Linked DNA regions of Oryza sativa: region 2 is linked to region 1. Evidence: chromatin contacts called from public ChIA-PET data. All regions are on one chromosome and are shown on one strand. Each heading gives the region's core, a stretch centred on a gene start, on an enhancer-like site or on the middle of the called end of the contact. The rest is flanking DNA. Distances are from core to core; before and after follow the strand shown.

Region 1 (5,211 bases), core at 1,485-3,984:
CGTGAATTCTAAAAATCTTTATATTTTGAGCGTGTACAAGCGAACTCTATGTATGTATGCATCATGCTCTTATACATTAATTCTTAATTTGGCATGACTAAGTTAATCATGATGTACGCTGTCAACTGAATAGTTCCGCAATAACGTACGAACTCGCGAGTTTTAATTCGTAAATGTATAGATGACCGATTATATATATACTCCATCTGTTCCATATTGTAAACCGTTTTAACTTTTTTTTTTACTCAAACTTCTTTAAATTTAACAGAATTTATAGAAAAATATAGTAACATTTTTCACATAAAACATACATATTATCAAATATATTCAATATCACGTATAATAAAACTAATTTGGTGTTCTAGATGTTTTTTTTAAGAGACTAATATAATTGGTCAAACATAAGGAAGTTTTATCAGGAAAAATGTTAAAACGACTTATAATATAAAACAACGGAGGCAGCATATATCTAGACAACAAGTGGGGAAGGTACATGCTTCCGAGGAGCCAAGCAGGAAGGGCACAAGTTACCATCATTATCAACTTACAAAAGCTCACTCGCCTTGCAAAGTTGCAATTTGCAGTGACACTTGACAAACAAGTGCAACTTTCTTTTTCGGTGTATGGATATATATGGATGTGGCAATGTTAACTCGATCCTCACTCAAGGCCAACCAGCTAATTGCTTGGGAGAGGTTCTGCTCGCAGCTGTGTTTAGTCGACAGCATGAATGAGGGCAGTGGTGGAATACATGATGGTTTAAGAGAATTTAAACTTGATTATGAAGGCAAGCCTAGGTATACTCGGCCCTGTTTTTTTCTCCAACAAAAGTTGAATAAACTTTTGGATACTCGTGGCACGCTTTTCAAACTGCTAAACAGTGTGTTTCGTGTGAAAACTTTCTATATGAAAGTTATTCCAAAATATCAGATTAATACATTTTCAAGTTTGTAATAATGAAAACTTAATTAATCACACGTTATTACCATCTCGTTTTACGTGAAACACTTAATATGTATCTTTATCTTCATCTTCAGGAGATTCAAACACCAAGTCACTTTAAGCTTTGCCTCCGCTTTGCATGAGAGCACATTAAATAAAAAAAAGAATCTTGTTACAAATGCCGCCGTCCACAAGATATATATAGTACATGATCTTGATATATGTAATACTCTCTCCATCCCATATTGCTTGATGTTTTGTCTCCTAACACTAGTCCCTAAATACTTGACGTTTTGGCAATGAAGTAGTACTATTATTGCTTGCATAATTAATAAGTGGCACTAATTAACTTTATGCTTAAATATTCTTGTGTGACTTGTGTGGCTGGCGCTAGCGCTAATTGTGCTAATTTCCTGATTGAAATGACTACTGCAACTAGTACTAGTAATAATTTGGGGTAACCTAGTAATTTTCATCTTCTGCTAATGTAGCTCACCAATCTTAAAACAACCAGCATATTGGCACAGAGGAGGGAGTATGTATTACTAATATGTTTTTGCTGATAAAATGACATAAGAACTAACTGGGTAGGGGGACGGATCTGAAGACGTATGCGAAGGCGAGAAGGTAGCGGTTGCTACGAAATCTTGATTACAAGCATAAATATATAAAGCATAAATATATAAAAAAATATATGAATAGTAGTGAGATATGGTCATATGGATCATGTGAGTGAGTAAAAATAATAGAGGAGAAATCACAAGATCAATATGTTATGACTTATTGAATCCAATATGAAAAATAACATGAATTTTAAAAACAATGTGTTTGAATCTTATGTGTGGAATATAGGGAAATAAAAATTTCGAAATCGATTCACTATTATAGCTAGAGAGAAGGGAGAAAGAGAGGGTTTGCATATTGTGGAATACACAAAAGGAATTTGTAAGCATGCTAGAATATCTCTCTAAAATGTGGATTGATTTTTCCTAACTCACAAAAATCATTTGAAACAATTGATTCTACAATCTATAGAAGACCTCACATAGGAATTTACGTACCCCACAAGAAAAAAATCCACATTATCCTACCAACTCTATTTTGTCGTTTTAGAAATTCATTCGTATATATGTTCTTGAGGAAAATCCATTCGTATATACTATAGTTTCTTCTATCGTACCAAAAAAATTTCATCAATTATGTAGCAAGTACACCTTTGACTACCAATACACCAGGTCAGTACTTTTTTTTTTGCCAGTAGTATACTAATTTTTTGCTCGCCTCTCCCAAATTAAGTACCTGAAGAAAAGATAATACATATGTGTGATGGTATAATAGCCAATTAGATATATGGGGTATCTTGATTCTTGATCAAAGCACAAATGTTAAACTCCACCACATGAAAAATCAGGTTAGCTTTGAACATGATTTTTTTGTGAGATTGTAGATATGTCGTTGATTTTTGTATAGAGCATATGTTAGGAGACGTATTTTGAGAGTGTTAGTGTGGTGTTATGCGTGTAGTGGTGTTATCAGTTGTGTAATCGTAATAAAAAAATACATTAGAGAAAAGAAAGGAAAAGACATTTTTTTTTCATTTCGGTAGAGAAATATACGAGGAAAAACCGGTGAGAAGTGAGATCATGAAACCACTTATATTGGGCCTTCATCATTCCATCCACCAAATTGGGCCCATGTCCACATACACGGTCGAAAGCCCATTTAGGCCCAGCCAATCAATACCGTCTCAGAGACAACATACCCAGCCCAGCCGAAAGCCTGAAAGAGAGCACCAGACGCGAGCCGACGGATTTTCCCAGAATGGCGCACGCGCGCGCCCAGGCGATCCGCGCGCTGCTCGCCAGGTGCTCGACGGAATGCCCCCGCCGCGCCGCCGCCTCGTCCTGCATCCGCCGCGCTTCTCTCCCTTATTGTTCCCCAGGTTCCTATCCCCGGAGCCTCCTCCCTGCGGTGCGCGCGGCTGGCGCGGATTGGACGCGCTCTCTCGCGAGCAGGGCGCAGGGCGGCGCTGGCGCAGGCGAGGCCGGCGCCGAGGAGGGTGAGGCGCAGGAGTGGATGGCGGAGTGGGAGGAGGAGGAGGAGGAGGAGGAAGATGTCGAGCCCGAGGTTTGGTTGTTCGTCTCCGCAACCGCAACTCCTCCGCGTGGAGCACGCCCAGTGCCCGCTCTGTTCGGCGTTGTTCGTGACTGTTACCTTGGTGCGTTTTCAGATCGGTGACGGTGGCGACGGCGGTGGGGTCGCCCTGAGGGGCGTCGAGTGGGGGAAGCGCGCTCTGGCGGCGGCCGAGGAGGTTCTTGGCGAGCACTTCGGCGACGACGTTGCGATGTTCGCCTTCAAGGTGTCGCCCAAGGGATACGTCTACGTCAGGCTTGACAAGCTCACCAACAGGTGAGGAAAACTTGGCACTTGTACTAGTTTGAAGCGTTGCTTCATCTGAACATTTCATTTAAACACTTCACTCAGTACTGGAACATGGAGAAACTGGAGAGTGTGTGTGTGCGCGCGCGCGCGCATGAATCAATGAATCATGAGTAGACTCTGTTTGTTCTTATTGTGTCATGTAGCATCTGTCTGAATTCTGATACATATGCAACATCCCGAGTCACACACTTCTCACATTGAGCTCTTCAAAGATCCTTGTTTAGTTTGTTTCCTATAGGTTACCCCTGATCCTGAAGAGTTCCAACATTTTGGGGTTGTTTTAGGGAGATCAATTTGTATGTGCCTTGTAGGCCCGTCTCATTGCTCCCATTAGTTAATGCCTGGAAAATGCCATGTCAAATTGGCCATGATTTTAGTTTGAACCGTTGGTTGATCTCATCTGAACATTGCAACACCGCACTTAGCACTTGCACATGGAGACACTGGAGTGTGTGTGCATGAATCATAAGTGGACACCATGTATTGTTATTGTGTCATGTAATGCATCGGTCTGATTTGTGAGACATATGCACTATCCAGAGTCACATAAATCTCACATCAAACTCTTCAGAGTTATTGCTTGATTTGTCTCCTATAGGATGCCCTGGTCCCTGAAGAATTCTGATGTTCATGCACTTTATTGGCTCATCTCATCACTCTCACATTAGTTAATTAATTAATGCCTGAAAAATACCATGTCAAATTGCCTATCATTTTAGGAGTAGCATGCTTTCCATTCTTCAGTGGTTCATTGTATATCACATGCTAGTTCACAGCATGATTGGATCATATCTCCTTTTTGGGCCATGCCATATTGCATCGCAATTCTGGAACCTCCAGATACCACCAGAAATGTCCTTATCATCTGACCTGATCTTGATAACCAATGATATGACAATTATGCTCCTTTCCCTTTTCTTTGTCTTGAAATTCGACAGATATGGGTGCCCTGGTATCGAGGAAATCGAGAGTTTTAATAAACTCTACAAGCAGAAACTGGACGAGCTAATCGAACAAGGCGAAATACCGCTGGACCTGGCAATTGAGGCAAGTCACCCAATCAAATTTCTTACTCAATTGCTGATTAGTTCCATCTGCATTTTTCTGAATGACTTACTGAGAACCGATTTACTCAATGCAGGTCTCATCACCAGGAGCCGAACGACTTCTCAAGGTGCCCAAGGATCTGGATCGTTTTAAAGATATGGCCATGAGGGTGCAATACCTTGTTGAAGGCGATGATGTCGTCCCGAAGCAGATCCTGCAGAAGGATGGAATCTTCTTGCTCGAGTCTGTTGACATTCAGGCAGAACATTGCATCTGGAAGCTGGCAGATGTCAAGGAGAACCGAGCTGCAGCTGGGAAAGGAAGGCCATTGAACAGGAAAAAAAGGGACTGGAGGCTGCAAACTTCGTTCCAAGCAGTGAAGAAGGCAACACTATACTTGGACTAAACCATGATGGCATATGTTTGGACAGAACTGATTTAGAACCAAATCCAGTATTAGTTTAAATTGGAACGGAATCTCGCATACTCTCTGTAATACTTGCAATACTGGCAAAGGATGTTCAGTTCTGCAGTTAGATTAGCGTCTACTTTATTTGTGGAACTGAATGAATTTTCTGGAGGCAAAATTCATTGCAAGACACAGTTATTATCTCTGAATTACATGCTGAGTAGAACACAGAATAGCATGGCAAATGTATCTGGGAAGCAATACATTATATGGAATCACTCATTTTGGGTACTGAATTTTTCTGTGTATTCTCTATTGTTTCATGCTCATGATCGTACAGAGTGTGATGAATTCTCTGCAGTTGACAGCAT
Region 2 (5,211 bases), core at 1,983-4,482, 35 kb before region 1:
AAGAACCACTAGAAATATAGTTGGAGCCATAGGGTTTACAAATATCTGCAAAATGATAAATGTTAGGTAGTGTATATCACTTTAGGATTGCTACTGAAACAAGATTTCTTCAGCACCAGCTTAGCATATCACAGGGTGAAGTAGTAGGAACTATAGTACTAACCTGGTTCATTAGTTCTACAACATCTTGGAAGGTGAGAAGAAGGGTGTTAGTGGAATCAGCTGCTGCAGAGTTCATTAGAACATGATTCACCAGAAAAATTCCAGTAAAAATAAATAATACTGAAAACAAGTGATCATGAAATAAGGCACCAACAGCAAAGGCAGATCTTTTCTGACCCTGAAAAGAGATTATTTGATTAGCAAACATGGATACAAGCTGAAAAAAAAAGACAACCAAAAGCATAAGACACAAAGGGCAATGAAATGTAGCTGGTTTTGCTGTCAAACTCACTAATGCTATCCATTTTTATACACTTTAGGTAATATATATATCATATACTAGCAAACCTAAGGCAAAGACCTCATGAACACTAGACACTTACCATTAGTGAACCAAAATATGTACACGCGAAAGTAAAAAAGAAAACAAATAGAAATAGGCCACAGTTTTAGGGAACAAACATTTACTCAAGGAACATTCTAGATTTGTGCTTGTCAATCAGAAATAGTATTCCGCATGTGGCACAATAGCTTATTAAATACTATAGTTTCATTGGCCATAATTGTTAGTTAAGCTCCAAACTGGATTAAGTGAGAACAAATTCTTTCACTAACTAACGATGAGCATGCCTAACATAATGCTGCAATTCGCTAGAAGATGTATCTTGGTGTTTTGAAATTAAGTCAATGAACATCACTTCAACTCTGCGCAAACAATTGAAATAGGACAAACCATATCTTTTTCAGTTGGATACAGCGTACCCACAAACCACTGGATCTATTAGAACAAAAACATTCTCCACTACATCCGATATTAGACTGGTATAACTAGTCTAATATAGTGACCCTTGCTATCAGTTTGGAATTTCTGAACTGTTCGAAACACTAGCAAAGCTAGCAACATGTGTCATTGTGTGGTGTAAATAATTGTGGCATGCCATTGACCATTGTCCACCAAATGCCCAAACCCCCCTCACCCCAAATGCATCAAATCAAATATAATTCTAACTATGTAATGGGCACAAAGAAGCATCATAATTTACCTGAACAACTGATGAATGGATGTAAAAGTTGTGTGCCATTACGTTTGCACCAAGAAGAGCCATCAGAGAATAAGCACTTTCACCACTGAGCTTGGGGAAAATTACATTCGTTGTCAGAGGAATTTGTGGTTGGCTGACCAATAAACCAAGAACGTAGCAAAGAAGCGCAAAGCCTGCAATGCAAGCATTTAATGTCCCCACCATCTTCTTTCCCTAGAATAGGTATATGAAAGTAATTGACAAATATTAACTCCAAATCAGATTACAATATAGGTTTGAAGTTTTCTATATGAGATAATCTTCTTCTTTACCAGGTGTGATATAGCATATGGTAGCAGATTAGGAACAACGGTTGCAAAACATATCCCAGTGATGAGATCATCATATTCAAATAGAAGATTGAATCCAAGTGCTATCCCAAAAATCTGAAATTGCCAGATATTACAATCAGAACAAAGCATGTGCAAAACATGCAGCATTTATGGCTGAAATTTCTCAGGCTCAGATCTCATATTAAATATCGAAAAGAGAAGAGGCTGAAAATACCATCGTCAATTCTGATGTCAACAAGGACAATCCTGCTTGAACACCCAGAAAGATGCATGTTGGCCTGCTGTATTCTTGGTGGCAGATCTTTGTTCCATGTGGAAAACACAAAAATGTCAGCAACCTCGAAAGAATTTCACGAACAAAACGAATAACATAGAAGGATCAAAGCACACTGTTTTACAGGGAAAGTTGGTTTTTCCCCCTCCGCAAAATGGCCAGCTAGAAAGGGAACTTGAGATGAGCAAAAGTTCCTTTTCCACCATTTCCGAAAACAAAACACCTCCTTTCTTTGTTTACTATCACAACATATACACCATAAGGGCACCAAAAAAAAAAGAATAGGATTCTTTTGCACAAGTATAGTTCCAAGTGAACCATCATTTTCTTTATCAACAGGAATTCACATACGAGATTTAGGACCTTCATTATGAAGATGCTTTTCCTACTCATCAGAATTCGCTCAGAGGCTCAATTCAGTATCAAAAACCCATCATCATTTCTACCATTTGCGAAACGACAAACCGATGTCGATCAATTGACTGACGATGATGAGGATGATGATGAATCATTCACCACTACAAAATCAGACAAAACAAAAACATCAGGTGAGAAGCATCTCGAAATACCTCGGCGAGGCTCCTCCCGGTGACCGTGCCAATGCAAGCCGCGAGATACTGGCACAGGATGGCCATGAAGTTGAAGAGGAGGGCCAGCAGCACGAGGTCAAGGCCGAACCGTGACCCTGCCTCCACCGCGGCCACCCATTTCCCGAGGTCAATGTACCCAATCGAGATCAGCAGCGCCGGCCCGAGCGCGTGGAACAGATGTGGCGCGCCGCCGCCGGTGACTCCGCCGCCGCCGCTCGCCGGAGATTCCGAGCTACGTAGCTGCTGCCCATCCATGGCGCCGCAAAAAAAAAAAAAAAGATTTTCTTTTCCTCCTCTCCTAACCCAGCTTAGTCACCGAGCAAGAAGACGAACTGTGTACAGAATCTGATCTCTTCTGCTGAATTCCTTGCCGATGAACTCCACCACCAATCATGGAAATCTGCAGATTAATTATGGATATTAGAGAGAGAGAGAGAGAAAAAAAAGATTTGGATTAGAGCAAAGTGAAAAACTCAACGAACAAGAACAAAAAAAAAATCAATCCAAGAAAGTGAAGCTCATCACCAGCAACCTCAAGAGAGAAAAAAAAAACCCCAATCGAACTCGAGATGGATCTGATCTTCTCCAAGACTACGCCATCGCGGCGAGGCTAAGAACAGCAGAGAGGAGCCAAGAACAAGTAGAAATTGCGGGAGGAAATTGGGGGAAACCGGGGAGGGAATCGCGTGGGGTGAAGTAATGCAAGAATCGTACCTCCTCCTGTTCTTGGGCAGCTAATCCCCGGGGTTAATTAGCGGAAAATCGCAGCTTTTTGCCTCCCCTTTTTCCCCGGGTCCTCCTTATCTACGGGGAGAAGGGGGAGGAGGAGGAGGAGAAGAAGCTAGCAGAGAGCAGCAGAGGCTTTTCTTTCACAGCTTTCAGCTTTCTCTCTTTCTCTCTCCTCTCCCTAGCTCTTTTTCTTCACTATTTTTTTTATTTTTTTTTGTTTTCTTAAAAAAATTTCTGATCTTTTTGTTTATATTATTTGGAAGATTCTGTGCTTACTGTGTAGTGTTGTTCCCCATGTTCAGCAGTGGATGGACTTGGTCCATGCACCAGTCAGTGATAGTCCTACATGCTAGTACTACTCCCTTTGTTTAATGTTAGCATGTTTTCTGAATTGTCAAACCTTATATTTTATATAAAAAGTTTCTACTTACAAGTTTTGTTAATATTAAATATTTTTTTAAAAAAAATACTTTATAATAGTAAGTACTCCACTTAAGTAATTATGCATTAATGGTTATCTTCATTACCCTATTAGAATGAGCTGAGTTCGTTCAACTGAAAAGAAGGAAGCCTAAATGAGAAGTCCCTCTTGGGAATAATGTGACTTTACTTTTATGGCTTCTCAGTCACCAACAATGGATGTAACTAGTACTAATACAACTATCACTTAACAGTGTCTAATTAAGTCAAAGACATGGAAGACTTTCAGCAATTGAAGTATGGTAATGAACTTGCTACCATGTGTGGTGTGGTGTGATGGTGCTCTCCAATAATTCAAAAGGCACTGTTATTAATTAGAAATAAGCAAGGTTGCATAGCAAAGCAACAAGATTATAACATTATCACTTTTTATTGGTACTTTGCCCATGTTGTGCTTTCACTGTTGGAGAGGACTTGAAAGTGTCAACGTGGCCAATCCTTTTAATTTGCAAGCTAGCTTTGAGGTTGACAGTAGTAATGCTGTTTGGCATAGGCTACTTTTCGCATTCCCACGTTTTGGATATGCATTTTTTCTTTATTTTTGGAAGGCATGAGATGAAAGTTTGTATTGTTGTTGTATGAAATTGAATGAAGGATCTTTTTTTCCGTGACATAGTTTTGGGATTTAATGAGTTTGTTAAATATTTTGATCTGAATCTGAAAATTTATTAAGAGCTCAACCGGAAGTCTCACTCAATATTATAAAAAAAGGCAACCTCTGATGATTAATTTGTAGCAGTCATCTCTAACAATTCGTGCAATAATTAGATAAGGTCATTAATGACGGTTTAAACACAATTAATGAAAGTACACTTTACCAAAAAAAATAACCTCTAAACTTTCATGGTTATGAATCTTTTTAGAGATAAGAGAAAATCACTACTGGTTTATGTCTTCAAGCCAAAATATCAATCGGCCGACTTGCAAAACTGTTGAAAATCAATTGAAATGGTTTTTGTAAGACTATTAAAAACTAGATGTCGGGGTTAACTGTTTTAAGCCTCCTTAGCTCTAAAAGAATCATGGCGCCATGCATGATATATATGATTCACAATCAGTCAGAGTTTTCCCCAAAAAAGAATAATCAGCTAGTAATAAATACAATTTTTGAAATAAATATATGAAATTGGCAACAGTGATCAATAAAACTACATTGTACTAATAAAAGCGAGGAAAGGTCGCTGGCTATGGTAGCATTACCTGAGAGAAAAGGTGGTAGCACATATCAAGCATAAAGTTACTAGTCAATCACGTCGCGAGAAATACATATCACTAGTTCACAACAATTGTACCTATTGGCTCACTATAATTCAAGAAAATAAATCAAATACACAGTATTAAGCTACACTAATATTGATTGAAATCGAATAAACCTTAATTGGGAATTTTGGGATCATATCAGTCGATCAAACGATGGCATATGCATGAAGCACGGCTGAACCGTACATATGTTCATTAGGATCTCAACAATACTGAATAATAAATAGGCTAGTTATCAGTTTAATTTCTATAATTACATACGAGTTCCGTTCTAATTTCTATATAGGGAATTAAAAAACTTAAAACTCATGACTTGGATCGACTTGTAGTGAGCTCGCCTC

What was found. ChIA-PET counts read pairs in DNA pulled down with a chosen protein or histone mark.
Region 2: an H3K9ac ChIA-PET map of seedling shows a contact between it and region 1, with 7 times the contacts expected there. The contact joins the promoter of LOC4342431 here to the promoter of LOC4342430 in region 1. A contact is called at or near these places in 4 of 4 datasets of contacts at active chromatin or transcription factors (leaf and seedling).

The regions. Positions count from the first base shown.
Region 1 is chr7:2,961,706-2,966,916 of ASM3414082v1, reverse strand. It overlaps LOC4342430, which reads left to right and starts at 2,734. Exons shown (of 4, transcript XM_015791901.3): 1 at 2,734-3,069; 2 at 3,173-3,351; 3 at 4,323-4,431; 4 at 4,526-5,131. The coding sequence starts at 2,764. The coding sequence ends at 4,837. LOC4342429 (D-amino-acid oxidase) reads right to left here. Exons shown (of 2, transcript XM_015791900.3): 2 at 5,185-5,211.
Region 2 is chr7:2,997,202-3,002,412 of ASM3414082v1, reverse strand. It overlaps LOC4342431 (protein ETHYLENE-INSENSITIVE 2-like), which reads right to left and starts at 3,232. Exons shown (of 8, transcript NM_001421970.1): 1 at 3,116-3,232; 2 at 2,381-2,801; 3 at 1,752-1,838; 4 at 1,517-1,630; 5 at 1,206-1,418; 6 at 164-340; 7 at 1-45. The coding sequence starts at 2,656.